Regions from separate parts of the Mus musculus genome. Here region 2 is linked to region 1. Evidence: chromatin contacts called from public promoter capture Hi-C data. All regions are on one chromosome and are shown on one strand. Each heading gives the region's core, a stretch centred on a gene start, on an enhancer-like site or on the middle of the called end of the contact. The rest is flanking DNA. Distances are from core to core; before and after follow the strand shown.

Region 1 (5,986 bases), core at 1,735-4,234:
ATCAGGCTGGCCTCCAACTCAGAGATCCCCCTGCCTCTGTCTCCTGAGTGCTGGAATGAAAGGCATTCACCACCACTGCCTAACAGCAATTAAATTTTAACATGAGCTTTGGAGAGTATAGGCACACCATACATAACAAAGTCAAACAGAAGTGAAGGCAGGGGCTGGGGAGATGGCTCAGTGGTTAAGAGCTCACCAGGTACTCTCGAAGACTTGACTGAATTCAGATCTGCAGAGACACATGGAGTCAGATGTAGTAGTATGTCTGACCTTTGCTCCGAGAAGCCTGAGGATGGGCTATCTCAGGGTAAGAGACTTGTTTCAAATAAGGTGGAAGGCAGAAAAAGACAAACAAGCTTGTTCCTCAACCTCTGCAGATATGCCATAGCATGTGACTGCACACAAACACACACACACACACACACACACACACACACACGCACGCACGCACATATGCATGGTGAAAACAAATAGGTTCTATGTGTCAGGAGAGGCAAAACAGAGCATAAGACACGGTTGGAACATCAAAGTGATGGGGCTATTGGAGCAAATTTACTCAAGATAAATGTCATGGCCCCATCCTAGTTGCACCTGGATTAAGAATGGGAAAAATCAAACACAACACCCTTGTAGAGTGGACAGTATTGTCCTGAGGTAAAGAGCACACATAAATGTTTAAAACCCTGGGCTCTGTACCAAGCACCAAAAAGCTAACTAAACGTGATGGGCAAGTGCTCTTGGTTTATTTTTTGTATAGCTTTGAGGCAGGGGTTGGAGGGGGAGGGGGGTGGTGGGGGTGGGGAGAAATGGATTATCCACTAAGACAGAAGGAAAAGGCCACAGACGTTAGCAGCAACGATCTTTGCGGGGAAGGATTGGGGATTTTCTTCTTTGTAACTGTCCTGTAAAAAAAATGTTATTTTTTAAAAAATATTTTTAAATGGTTTGTTTTTGTTTTGTTTTAAAGTGTGTGTTTGCTTGTATGTGTGTGTTGGGGGGTATGTACACTTCAATGTGTAAGGGTCCAAGAATTGCCAAAGAATAGCACCTTGGACTCAGATAGTATGCAAAAGCAAAGAGTGTTTATTCCATGGAAATCCAGCATGTAGGGGTCTATCATTAATCTAAATGGAGACCCCAGACAAAGGCTTGCAGACTTATTGATAGGGAACTAAGAGGAATTTTAGCTAGTGTTAGGTAATCTAAAATGTGACTGATGGGTGCCAGGGATGTTACATGGGTTGGTTTCTGATTGGCTTCTATGTTAGTTTTACCATATTTGATGAGGCCTTGAGGAAATTCCAGGAACAGACTCAACTCCAAGCTTGTCTCTCTTTGACAGAGCCATCGGGGATTAACAAGCCATCATCAGTAGCTCCCTCTGAGAACTGCTTCCCTGGGAAACCGAAACATTTCTATTTCTAAGGGTTTTATTTCTTATGGGACCTCTCAGGTCCAGCTAGCTGCCCAAGGTGGCCACAAGAGCATGTCCAGCCTGGAGCAGCAAAGGGCTGTGAGGCATCTGCAGTGGAATTCAGACTGTCTGCCACAGCAGCACATGGTCTTAACCCCTGAACCACTTCTCCAGCCCTGTTTTCTTACTGTACTTTACTTTGCAAATATATTGAAAATATCAAAAAAGGAATAGAGTTTAGGTGTTTTCTTCCCCTCCAAAATGGTAGACACAAGAGTGCTGGTGATAGATACTCACAAATACACTATAGATCCAAATATTGCTCACCTACTCAGTCTTGCTACAAGCTGAGCTTCGATAGACTTTGCTTTCATCTCTTCCTGTCATGGAGTTGAGTTTTAACAGCTCAGAGAGGGACAATATGATTGTGGAAGTGACTGGCTCATGGTTGCACAGTTTCTTGTTTTACTTTGTTTATGACTCTCTGAGACAGGGTCTCACTCTGTAGCTCTGGCTGACCTGGAACACACCATGTAGACCAGGCTGACCTTGAATCCACAGAAATCTGCCTGCTTCTACCTCCCGAGCACTAGGATTGAAGGTGTTCACTACCATGCCCGCTGTATTTTTGTCTTGACAAACTTGAAGTTTGCAAGTAGACCATAGATTATGGGAGCTAATGAATCTTTTAACTGTGAGCTGTAATCTCTTAACTGTGGTTTCTTTGTTGACATAAAGAATGTGATTTAATGCCTCTGCTAAGAGCACTGGAAAATTCTAAAATAAAGTATTATTATTGACCAAAGTAGAGATTTCAAAGTTCAATTTGTTTGGCAGGAGGAAAGGTTCTCTTATAAGAAGACCACCACCCCCCCAACCCTCATGCCAACACACACACACACAAGGTCTTTGCTATGTAGCCTTAGCTAGACTGGTACTTAACATGTAGTCCATCTGCCCTCAAACTCAAGGCAATCCTCCTACCTCAGCATCTTAAGTGCTGGGATTCTGGGCATATGTTGCCTGACAATTATTAAACTCAACATTAGTAAGTGTTTGTAAGAGGATGACTTGAAACGCACGTTTGGGTGTATCCTTGTTTTAGAATATAGTTTCCTTTCATTGGCCTCCTGGGAAAAGATTTACTTTTCTTTGCAACAAGTCCTTAAACAGAAGGAATGTCAGCCCCTACAGGAACTGGTGGAGGCAGCCCTCTGAATTAATTAGCCACAGCTGGAAGGGAAGAGTAGCTTGCCTCTCTCCACACCTATTCCTGAACTACAAGAAAGAAAACCATCCCAACAGCTGGAAGCCACCCAGAAGGCAGGTACAGACCCTGCTCCTCCCGGCATGCCCATTCCCTGAGGTGTACCACCATCCCGGAAAGTCTGGTTGCAGCTGGCATCCTGTGCAGGCAGGCTTGGTCCTGATAGGTGACGTTGTGGCTGCCAGGACAGGCTTGTACTTAGGCTCTGGTGTGTGAAGCAGCCACACCACAATGCTGAACTAGGATTCTAGAGACACTCTCAAGCCTCAGTCACCGAGGCCTGGTGGTGAAAAGCTCTGGGAAGGGCCCATTTTCCTTGTCACACCTTCAAAACAAACAAATGGCTGAGCAATGCTACACCCAAGAGTTGATGGCGCGGCACTCAAATTTCTCTCGATTCTGCTGTGTAAAACAAGAGTTCAGAACCCACTTAGGGGTGGGCACGATAGATCAATACCTGTAATTCCAGCACTTCAGAAGCCGAGCCAGGAGGATTGCCCTGGGCTTGAAGAGAGTCGGAGCAATCCTGACATCCTGTCTCAAACAAAACAAAACAAAACAAAACAAAACAAAACAAAACAAAACAAAACAAAACACCCAAACCCAGAACTCATCTGGGGTTGCTCAGCTGCTCTGAGGTCCACTGTCTTTCTCTTTATTGCTGGTGCTTATCCTTGTAACAGGAAGGGCTTTCTTCAGAGGAACTCAGAGCCTGATAAACCTGGTAACACAGAGAACATTTTTGGCTAAGGTGTCCAAAAGAGCAGACAAGTCTATGCAAGGTGTTTGGCCCAAATTTAGCCGCAGACACCCGAGAGTGTATGAGCAAAGGTGTTTAGTAAGGGTTTCCTGGGAGACAGTTTGGGCATCAGTGCTGGTCACACACACAAGATCTCCTTCTGCTTGGTGGGTTCTGCTCCTCTGATCTGTGTGACTGCACCTGTGCAATGCAAGATTCTGGATTCCTTCAGCCTTACAGTAAGTTTTAAAATCAGACAAATAGAGACAACTTTGTCGTTTTCTAAAATTGTTTGGGTGGTCTTCATCATTGTTTTTCTCTATAGCTTTTAAGGTCAGCTTAATAAATTCTATTTTTAAAAAAAGTCTGTTAAGATTTCTAAAGGCATGGTGGCCCGTGCCTTTAATCCCAGCACTCAGAAGGCAGGCTGATCTCTGAATTTGAGGCCAGCCTGGTCTGCAGAGAGTGTTCTAAGACAGCTAGGGCTACACACACAGAGCAGCCCTGTCTTGAAAACCAAACCAAACCAACTAACCAACCAAAGATTTCTAAAGGCTGGGGAGAGACTCAGTGGGTGAGAGTTCACACACCCAGCTCACATGTGCAAAGCTAGGCATTGCTGTGCATGCCTGTACCACCAGCCTTGGGAGACAGAGACAAGTCGATCCTGAGAGCACACTGGACAAAATGGTGCTTACCAAGAAACCCTGTCTCAAGATAAAAAAAAGATGGGACATAATACAGGAGGATACCTAATGTTCTGCTCTGGCTTCTGCACATGTTTGCATGAGCACATACACCTGTATGTTCACAGGCATGCATCACATGCACAAATAAGTAACACACACAAAAAAGATTCTGGGTAAAATGGTGTTGTGGTTAGTCACCTGGGAAGAGGCAACCTCGGATGGGAAAAATGCCTCTTTCAGATTGGCCTGGAGGCAAGTCTGGGAGATGCTCTCTTGGATAATGATTGATGTGGAAGGAGCCAGCCCTCTGGAGGTGGTACCAGCCCTCAGTCCACTGTACCAGCCCTGGCCAGGTGGTCCTGAATTGTATATATATATAAAAAGCAAGCTGGGCAAGCCATGGGGAGCAATCCAGTAAGCAGCTGGGCGGGCTAGTTTTATGCCAACTTGACACAAACTGAAGTCATCTGAGAGGAGGGAACCTCAGTTAAGAGAATGCTTGCAAGGCTGGAGAGTTGGCTCAGTGGTTCAGAGCACAGGTTGTTGTTGCAAATGACCTGGGTTTGATTCCCAATACACACACACACACACACACACACGTGCGCGCGCGCGCGCGCACACACACACACACACACACACACACACACACACAGGGTTACCACCTCCTCAAGCACCAGCCTGTGTGGTGCAAAGACACCCATGAAGAAAAAATATTCATACACATAAAATATGAGAGAGAGAGAGAGAGAGATCATAAGATTGGTCTGTAGGCAAGCTTGTAGGGCATTTTCTTAGTGATTGATGGGGGAGGGTCCAGCCCATTGTGGGTAGTCCCAACCCTAGGCTGGTGGTCTTTGCTTCTATAAGAACAAAGGCTGAACACGTCATGAAGAACAAGTCAGTAAGTAGCACGCCTCTGTGGCCTTGCATCATCAGCTCCTGCCTCCAGGTTCTTGCCAGGTTGTGAGTTCCTGTGCTGACTTCCTTTGATGATGTACAATGATATGGAACCATAGGTAGAATAAACCCTTTCCTCCCCAAGTTGCTTTGGTCATGAACTACAGAACACCGAGGCTGATGGTGAAGCTGAAGGCTTCCACTCCCCTCTCCTCAGCATTCTCCCCATCCTTGTACCAAGCTGAGAGAGAGCAAGAGGGCACCCACCACAGAGGGCGTTTAGAATTATGCCGCTCAACCCCGCATAGGTGTGTCAGAAACTCACTTCAGATGTAATGGATTCGAGCCAGAGTGAATCATATAATGGAGAATTCAAAGTATGACTTAGAAGTGCGTGCAGTGCTTGGAATGAGATGGATCCCATAGGCTCATGTGTTTGAACACTTGGTCTCCAGTGCTTGCTACACAGGGAAGGTTCTGGAACCTTTATGAGGTAGAGCGCTGCTGGAGGAAGCATGACACAGAACATATTTTGAGGATTATAACTTCACTCACACTTCTTGTTCCCTCTCTGATCCTGTGTATGGATGAAAATGTGACTCGCCAGCAATAAGCAAAACAAACAAACAAGCCCCAAATAAACAAAACCTTTTAAAAACCCAAATCAACCCAAAAATATCCCTCTTCTCAAGTTGCTTTTGTTCATCATATTTTATCACAGAAGCAAAACAAAAACCAAAAAAAACCAAAAACAAAATAACTAATAACAAGCTCCTGGATGAATTCCAAGTTAACTCACAAAGACCCAGCTGGATGAAGTCAGGAATTTATAGGCCCTAGAAAGAAATCTTAAAACGTTTAAAAGATTTATTTTATGTTTATTGTTTGAAGATGTGTTTATGTATGTGGGTGCTTTGTCTGCGTGTATAGCTGCACACCAGAAGGAAGCTCTGGAATGGTTGTGAGCCACCAGGAGAGTG
Region 2 (5,986 bases), core at 1,208-3,707, 55 kb after region 1:
TGATCAAACTAACAACAAAACCCACAAATCTGGTTGTAAGAAACAGACCTTTCAGCCCTTTACTGGACCCTCATGGCTCTAAGAAAATCATAGCATACACTGTTGTGATCTCTTTCCAAATCCAGATTTTGATTTCCTTCAGGGCAAGGGCTGGCTGCATCTTACCCACCTTTGTGTGTCTAACATTGAGCCTGTGGGCTGGCCCTCGCTGATATCCAATATGACTCCTCATAGAATGCATGTTAACAAAGAGGAGATTTCTGACCTCGAGATAAAGACGGACACTTCGCATCTAGCCAAGAACTTTTGGTTCAGTAGTTGGCACCCTAAGCTTTGTATATATTTTCCATCTTTAAGAATGATTCCATGTGGTACTTCATCTCTGGTCCTTACTCTAGACGTTGGTAAGGCAGATATTCCATTTTCTGAGCTGAGCTCTAGCCTGAGTGAATTATAACATCATTATGATGATGGTCTTCCGATGTTCGTCCTTTAGCATGACCTGAAACAGCCTAGACAACTAATGTCATGTGTGTGTCTGGAGTCCACCTCCCTAGCATGTCAACCTACTTATTTCACCCTTTTATCTTCCTGGCTCGCCTTAGAGAAAGATAAATGAAATCACAGTCTTCCCAGACAGGCATGTTTGGTTAGTTTTAGAGCCACCAGTATTCTTGGGAAGGCCTGGAGGAGAGCGAGATGCAATGAGGTAGGTCAGGAAGCAAGGATGGCCATAAACCTACATCTGGTGGGCTGTGTTTTCCCATCTTCCCCTGCTTTGTAAATAGATTGACCAGCTGTGAGTCTGGGGAGGGGGGAGTACGGGCAGCCCAGCTACGGACTAACCAATGTGAGCACCCAGATGTGCTAGCTATCTCTGGTGGAGGAGAGCCTTTCTTGCTGTGAGGTGTTTCATAGAAGAATGGATTGTATTTAAGATGAATTTCCAGGTTGACTGTGCATCCTTTTCAGTATTGGAGAAAGGAGATCTCCAAATGGTTGAAACTGAGGTTCTACTATAGTATTTATGAGGACCGTGGCTGTGCGTTAGTCATCGTTGTCTTGCACAGTCTGATACAGGCCCTTCCATACAGTGTGTTATAGTTATCCACTGGACAAACAAGATGCATAAGAAGGAAAACATTCCGAATCAAATTCCGTGCATTATTTGCTGACGACCCAAACGTCTTCCGGATACTATGGGTTGTTTGTGTGGAGGCTGACTTGCGGATACGGATTCTATTTCTAAACAAAGCACTTTTGTCTACAAGCTCTTTGGCCAGGTGAGTTTGTTGTTAGAAACGAGAGGAAATTGATGGTAGTCGAACAGTGGCAGATATGGGTGGTTGAGCTAACCGTGGTAAACTGTTATCTCACTGTGCGTTTGACTCCTTGGATTTAAGTCGGTCTGCTCTGGGCAATCAGGAAGCAAACGTGCAAGCAAGATCTGTTGTCAAAAATTGTGTCCAAAACTTGGAAGTGTCATTGCAGAATTAGATAGGGCACATATTTAGAAAACCTCCTCTTCTCCTTTACAGCATACCAATGTAGTTTGGTATTTAGTTTTTGGGCTGCTTTAACCAGCTCATGAACATTTGAGAAATACATTGTACAAACAGGAAAGCTAACAGACATTATTCAGGGAGACAAGAAATATTTATTACCAAGATCTTTAAGTGGTGTTTACTAGAGAGCATTTAACGCCACCCCAAGTTATCTAAACAGCTTTTAATGGCTAGTGTACAGGGGTCTGTATCTAAAGTCAGTTTATGGAGACTACGGTGTAAATTGCACTCATCTGCTAACTGGGAGTGGCTTTGGAACCAATCGGTGGAATGTGTTACTCATCTGGAACGGTATCTGTTCAGGCTTCATGGGAGCAGAAAGGGACCCAAGTTGGGGCTCAGGAGTCTACAGGGGACAAACGTGCTCATGATTCTTTTAGAGAAATGGAAAACCACGTCTTGTTTCTGTTTCAGGCAAAGTCCTGCTATGAAGCCCAGTCTAGCCTTGAACTAAGTCCCTCATGACAAAATATTTCTGGAGAAGCCCTTTTCGGGATTCTCTGTTAAATTATCTTTTACACAACAGAAATCGAACTCTTGGGGCTATTTAAATAGAAGCTGGCATGGTTTCCTGGGATAAGCAAAAAGTCAACATTTCACTAGAGTCGTCCCATGGAGTGACCCTCCCAAGCCACTTTATTTCCGCCTCTTGGGGGAGTAGGAAATCCTCCAAAGGTGTGCCACTGTGGCTCCTAGAGCCTGAAGCAAGTCCCGCGGGGTCGCAGCCCTCCGACGGGGATCCAGTCGCCAGGTCCCCGCCCCTCGCCTCTGCTCAGGCTTCGGTGGCGCAGGGCGGAGCCGCAGGTTGGGGAGGGCGGCCCCAGGCGTCGGTGACACGCGGGGGGGAGGGCGGGGGAGGCGAGGCAGCCGCACCTCGCCCTGGGAAGAAGCCGACCAGGTGTGGCCTGGGCGCCGGGTGCCAGCGGGGAGGAGACTCGCACCGCCTCGACCAACACCAACACCCAGGCGCGACCCAGCTCCTCTGAGCCCTCGCTGCCCTCCGAGCCACAGCTCCACTCCGGTTCCCGCGCCTAGCCAGTCGCCGTCCCCGTCTCCGCCCTGCTGGAGCGCTGAGCCCTCGCCAGTCCTCCGCGTTCCGCGCTCCTCTCCCGGAGTCCCTCGCGTGCTCCGAGGCGACGCCTCGCGTATGCCGCGGCGCTGAGCGGCTCTCTTGAGTGACCGCAGACATGAGCTGCAACGGCGGCTCCCACCCGCGGATCAACACGCTGGGTCGCATGACCCGCGCGGAGTCCGGCCCGGACCTGCGCTACGAGATGACCTACAGCGGTGGCGGCGGCGGGGGCGGCGGGGGCGGCGGCGGGGGCACCAGCAGGACGTTCTACTCCCACTCCCGGCGCTGCACCGTCAACGACCAGAACTCCGACGGCTACTGGTGGGTATCAGCCCGCCGCCACCTAGCTCAGTCCCAAATCTTGGGTCAGGTAGTGGCCCGCCTCCTGGGCCAACCAGGAAACCCAGGTCTAGGCCGAGGAAAGTGCTTTGCCCCGGGTCACGGAAGCGCAGGAACGGGTGTCCCTACGCCCAGCGCTAGCCAGTGAGAACAGGGAGCTTGGGTGTGTGCTGGGACCCAGGCGACAGTCCTACCGTGAGCCTACGCAGGGTCCCACGGTCCTCACCTCTCTTCTATCCTAGAAGCGGCTCTTTTCCACCTCCACTGTGTAGGGGAGCAATGGACGGCAGGGACGCAGGTCTCTCCTTGGTCGTACCCTCTTCCTCCCCACCCCCGGTTGTCCCTTGCAAAGTGGACCCAGCTGTGATTGCCTTTGTTCCAGACCGCAGGTGGGAGGTCGGGCTAGGCGGAGCTGCGGCCCCAAAACCCAGCTTTCAAACTAACGAAAAATAAAACTTGTGAAGGGGTGGAGTTCCCTTTGCTGCCCGGTGGCCTCGGAGGGACTCAGGACTTGCAACTCATGGTCACCCCAGGGCGACGGCGGCGGAGGCCCTTAGGTTATTGGCCACCCGAGGGTATCTGCATGGAAGTTACACCCTCCACGGAGCCTGAAAGTCCCCTGTCACGCAAATGGGTTCCTTTGTAGGGATAGCCTCTGGGCACGGGCTGCAAACTTGGTCTGTTCCGCTCGCTCCCCTTTCCCCACTCTGGCCACTTGGTCACCGGGATCGCACCGGAGGCTCCGCACCTTTAAAAAAAAATCAGCCTAGTCTCCTGGAGACTTTGTAATAATTGTGGCTCTGGGCTCAGTATTAGTCATCTCTTTGATCTGTATAAAATGGGCTCCAGCTCTGGCTGAGAGGGTGACCCTGGAGAAAGCACTGTGGCGCCCAGGATTAGGAGCTGCCGAGGAACCCACGGCACAAAGGGCTGGGTCCTCTTCCCGGGATAGTCGGGTAAATACAGCGAGGGAGTCACTGGTGGGTGGGAGAAGGTAATGAGCATCCTTTCACACGGTCCCCACAGCTGCTTTCTGCAAGCCCACGTGAGCCGTGAGACTTTTGCGACCCGCCCCTTCCCAGCCCTACCTCGGTCGCGCCTCTGGAGGCGGCCGCCCCACTACCTTAATACTTCGCAGCGCAGTGGCCGCAGGCGGAGGAGGAGAAACCTAATGGCTCCGATGGCGTTTTGTTTTGCAAGCAGTTTTAGAGATCCGACAGTCCTTCCAGTTGCAACTCGTTTTCTGTTTAAATTTATTTATTTCTCAGGCAGCAGGATACCTTTTCTCATTAGAGATCTTTGTTTTCTTAACAAATTGTGTCCCAGGATTTTGAGGAACGATTGTTTCCGGCAACACCAAGTTTAAAAACTTGGTTTTAAAGTATATTTTAAAGTTTGGCGAGCCACCAAAATCTCAAATGTACTTTTGTGTCTTAGCCTTCCCGGAATTCAGTAGCCTATTCTTTTCAATGTGTGGATTACATAATTAAAGTCTGGATCAGAATATGGAAGAATTCTTTAGCAGTTCTTTTCAACACTTTATGAACCAAGTTATTGTTATTATTAATCTTACTATTTAGTCTGATTCTACTAGCCTAGGTTTCTTAGCATTTGTTATTTTTGCTTTACTGGGAATCAGACCCAAGGCCTCACACGCAGTAGGCAAGTATTCTACTCCTGACCTACACCCTCAGCCCTCTTACAGTGACAGCTATCAGTGCCTAGTAATTGGTTAATTTACTTCCTTAGTTTCTTATCATCTTATAGAGAAGCAATATTTTTAATTTATTCATTAATATGGGAGCTGTGTAAAGATAAATGTCTTATTAGGGTTCTTCCCTAAAACACTTAATTTGGAGAAAAACGATATTTTTTGTCCTTCAATATTTCTGCGTCCCCCCTCCCCCAACCTGTCAAGCTCTATATGATCCGGAAGGCAAAACAGACAGAAGTGGAAAATTACCTCACTTTGAGAAAGGATTCCCCCCCCCCCCCCGCCCCCCAGGATTGACATTAGTCAGTGGCCCTGCAGGGTGTCAGAGGTGGCCAGTGACTCAGAGGCTATCATTCTCTTGAGACCCAGGTGATAGAGTCCTCCCACTCTCCTGCCTCCCCCCCTCCCCCAGCCCGTTGGACCTGTCCTAGTGCTCAATAGAAAATAGCCCATGAATGCTGAGTTCTGCATTTTCAGTTCATAGAGACTAAGCAGAGAGTCAGGCCCTGTACCCGGACCTGTTTTTCTGGTAACATTTTAGTTTTGTGTGAAGGGAGCTGTTTGCTCATCACTTATGTTTTGCAGATGTAGGAGGCCCTGTCTGCCCAAGAGAGTTGGAAACCTCTGCTAAGTGAATGGTTAAATAATATTCACGGCTTTTTTTCTCCTCTCTCTACAAAAATCAGCATGGAGACTACTAGTTGAATTTTAACTTATTTGAATCTATGGGTTGAATTGATACAAATGAAATAATGTTTGAAATAAGTGTGTGTAACTCTTCTTTACGTAAACAAGTCTTGATAGAGAACTCAGATCTTATTTTTTGCTGTTGAAATCACCGGGAAATGTGTCTCCTCTGTGTCTTTTCCACAGCTAACTTTTGGCTACTTTCAGAACAGTTTGAGATCACATGTACACTGTAAGGCCGTCTTCCCTACCACCCCCACCCCCCTCCTATCACCACCTGCTCTGTGTGTCTTTATTTTAGGTTAGATGGGAGCTATAATCACTTTAACTTTTCCTTGTGTTCCACTTAAGGAATAGTAAGTCTTACAGGCTTGGTAATATAAAAGGCAGGAAGTTTGAAAAGAAACTTTAGAGTTTTTTTTTTTTTTTCTTTGCATAAGACATCATATTAATGCTCTTTTCAGTCAAAGCAGAATTTCTGGAGTATTTTCTTGTAGCTTATATAAAATACTAACCACCAAAGTATTTTCGTCACCAAAGTAACCAGAGCTCACGCTCAGCTCTATCACCGACCAAAGGGTAGATTTTTGTAGGATTCAAAGTGGTAGG

The links. Promoter capture Hi-C pulls out the DNA fragments that hold promoters and counts their contacts.
Region 2: a contact with region 1 is called in a promoter capture Hi-C map of trophoblast stem cells, with 2.2 times the contacts expected there. The contact joins the promoter of Dsp here to the enhancer-like site in region 1. A contact is called at or near these places in 8 of 39 promoter capture datasets (the 3T3-L1 cell line, the HPC-7 cell line, embryonic stem cells and 3 more), 1 of 15 datasets of contacts at CTCF or cohesin (embryonic stem cells), 16 of 484 Hi-C or Micro-C datasets (embryonic stem cells, epidermal suprabasal cells, extraembryonic ectoderm and 4 more), 15 of 115 datasets of contacts at active chromatin or transcription factors (a colorectal cancer cell line, embryonic fibroblasts, embryonic stem cells and 7 more) and 1 of 9 other capture datasets (adipose tissue).

The regions. Positions count from the first base shown.
Region 1 is chr13:38,093,562-38,099,547 of GRCm38.p6, forward strand. No RefSeq gene overlaps it. Among named protein-coding and RNA genes, the nearest start is that of Dsp, 55 kb to the right of the region's middle. Within about 2 kb of position 2,985, at least 14 of the 459 cell types and tissues checked have an H3K27ac peak or open chromatin away from gene starts, as enhancers often do. A contact at or near this core is called in extraembryonic ectoderm and trophoblast stem cells, where this site is marked.
Region 2 is chr13:38,148,837-38,154,822 of GRCm38.p6, forward strand. It overlaps Dsp (desmoplakin), which reads left to right and starts at 2,458. Exons shown (of 24, transcript NM_023842.2): 1 at 2,458-2,958. The coding sequence starts at 2,753.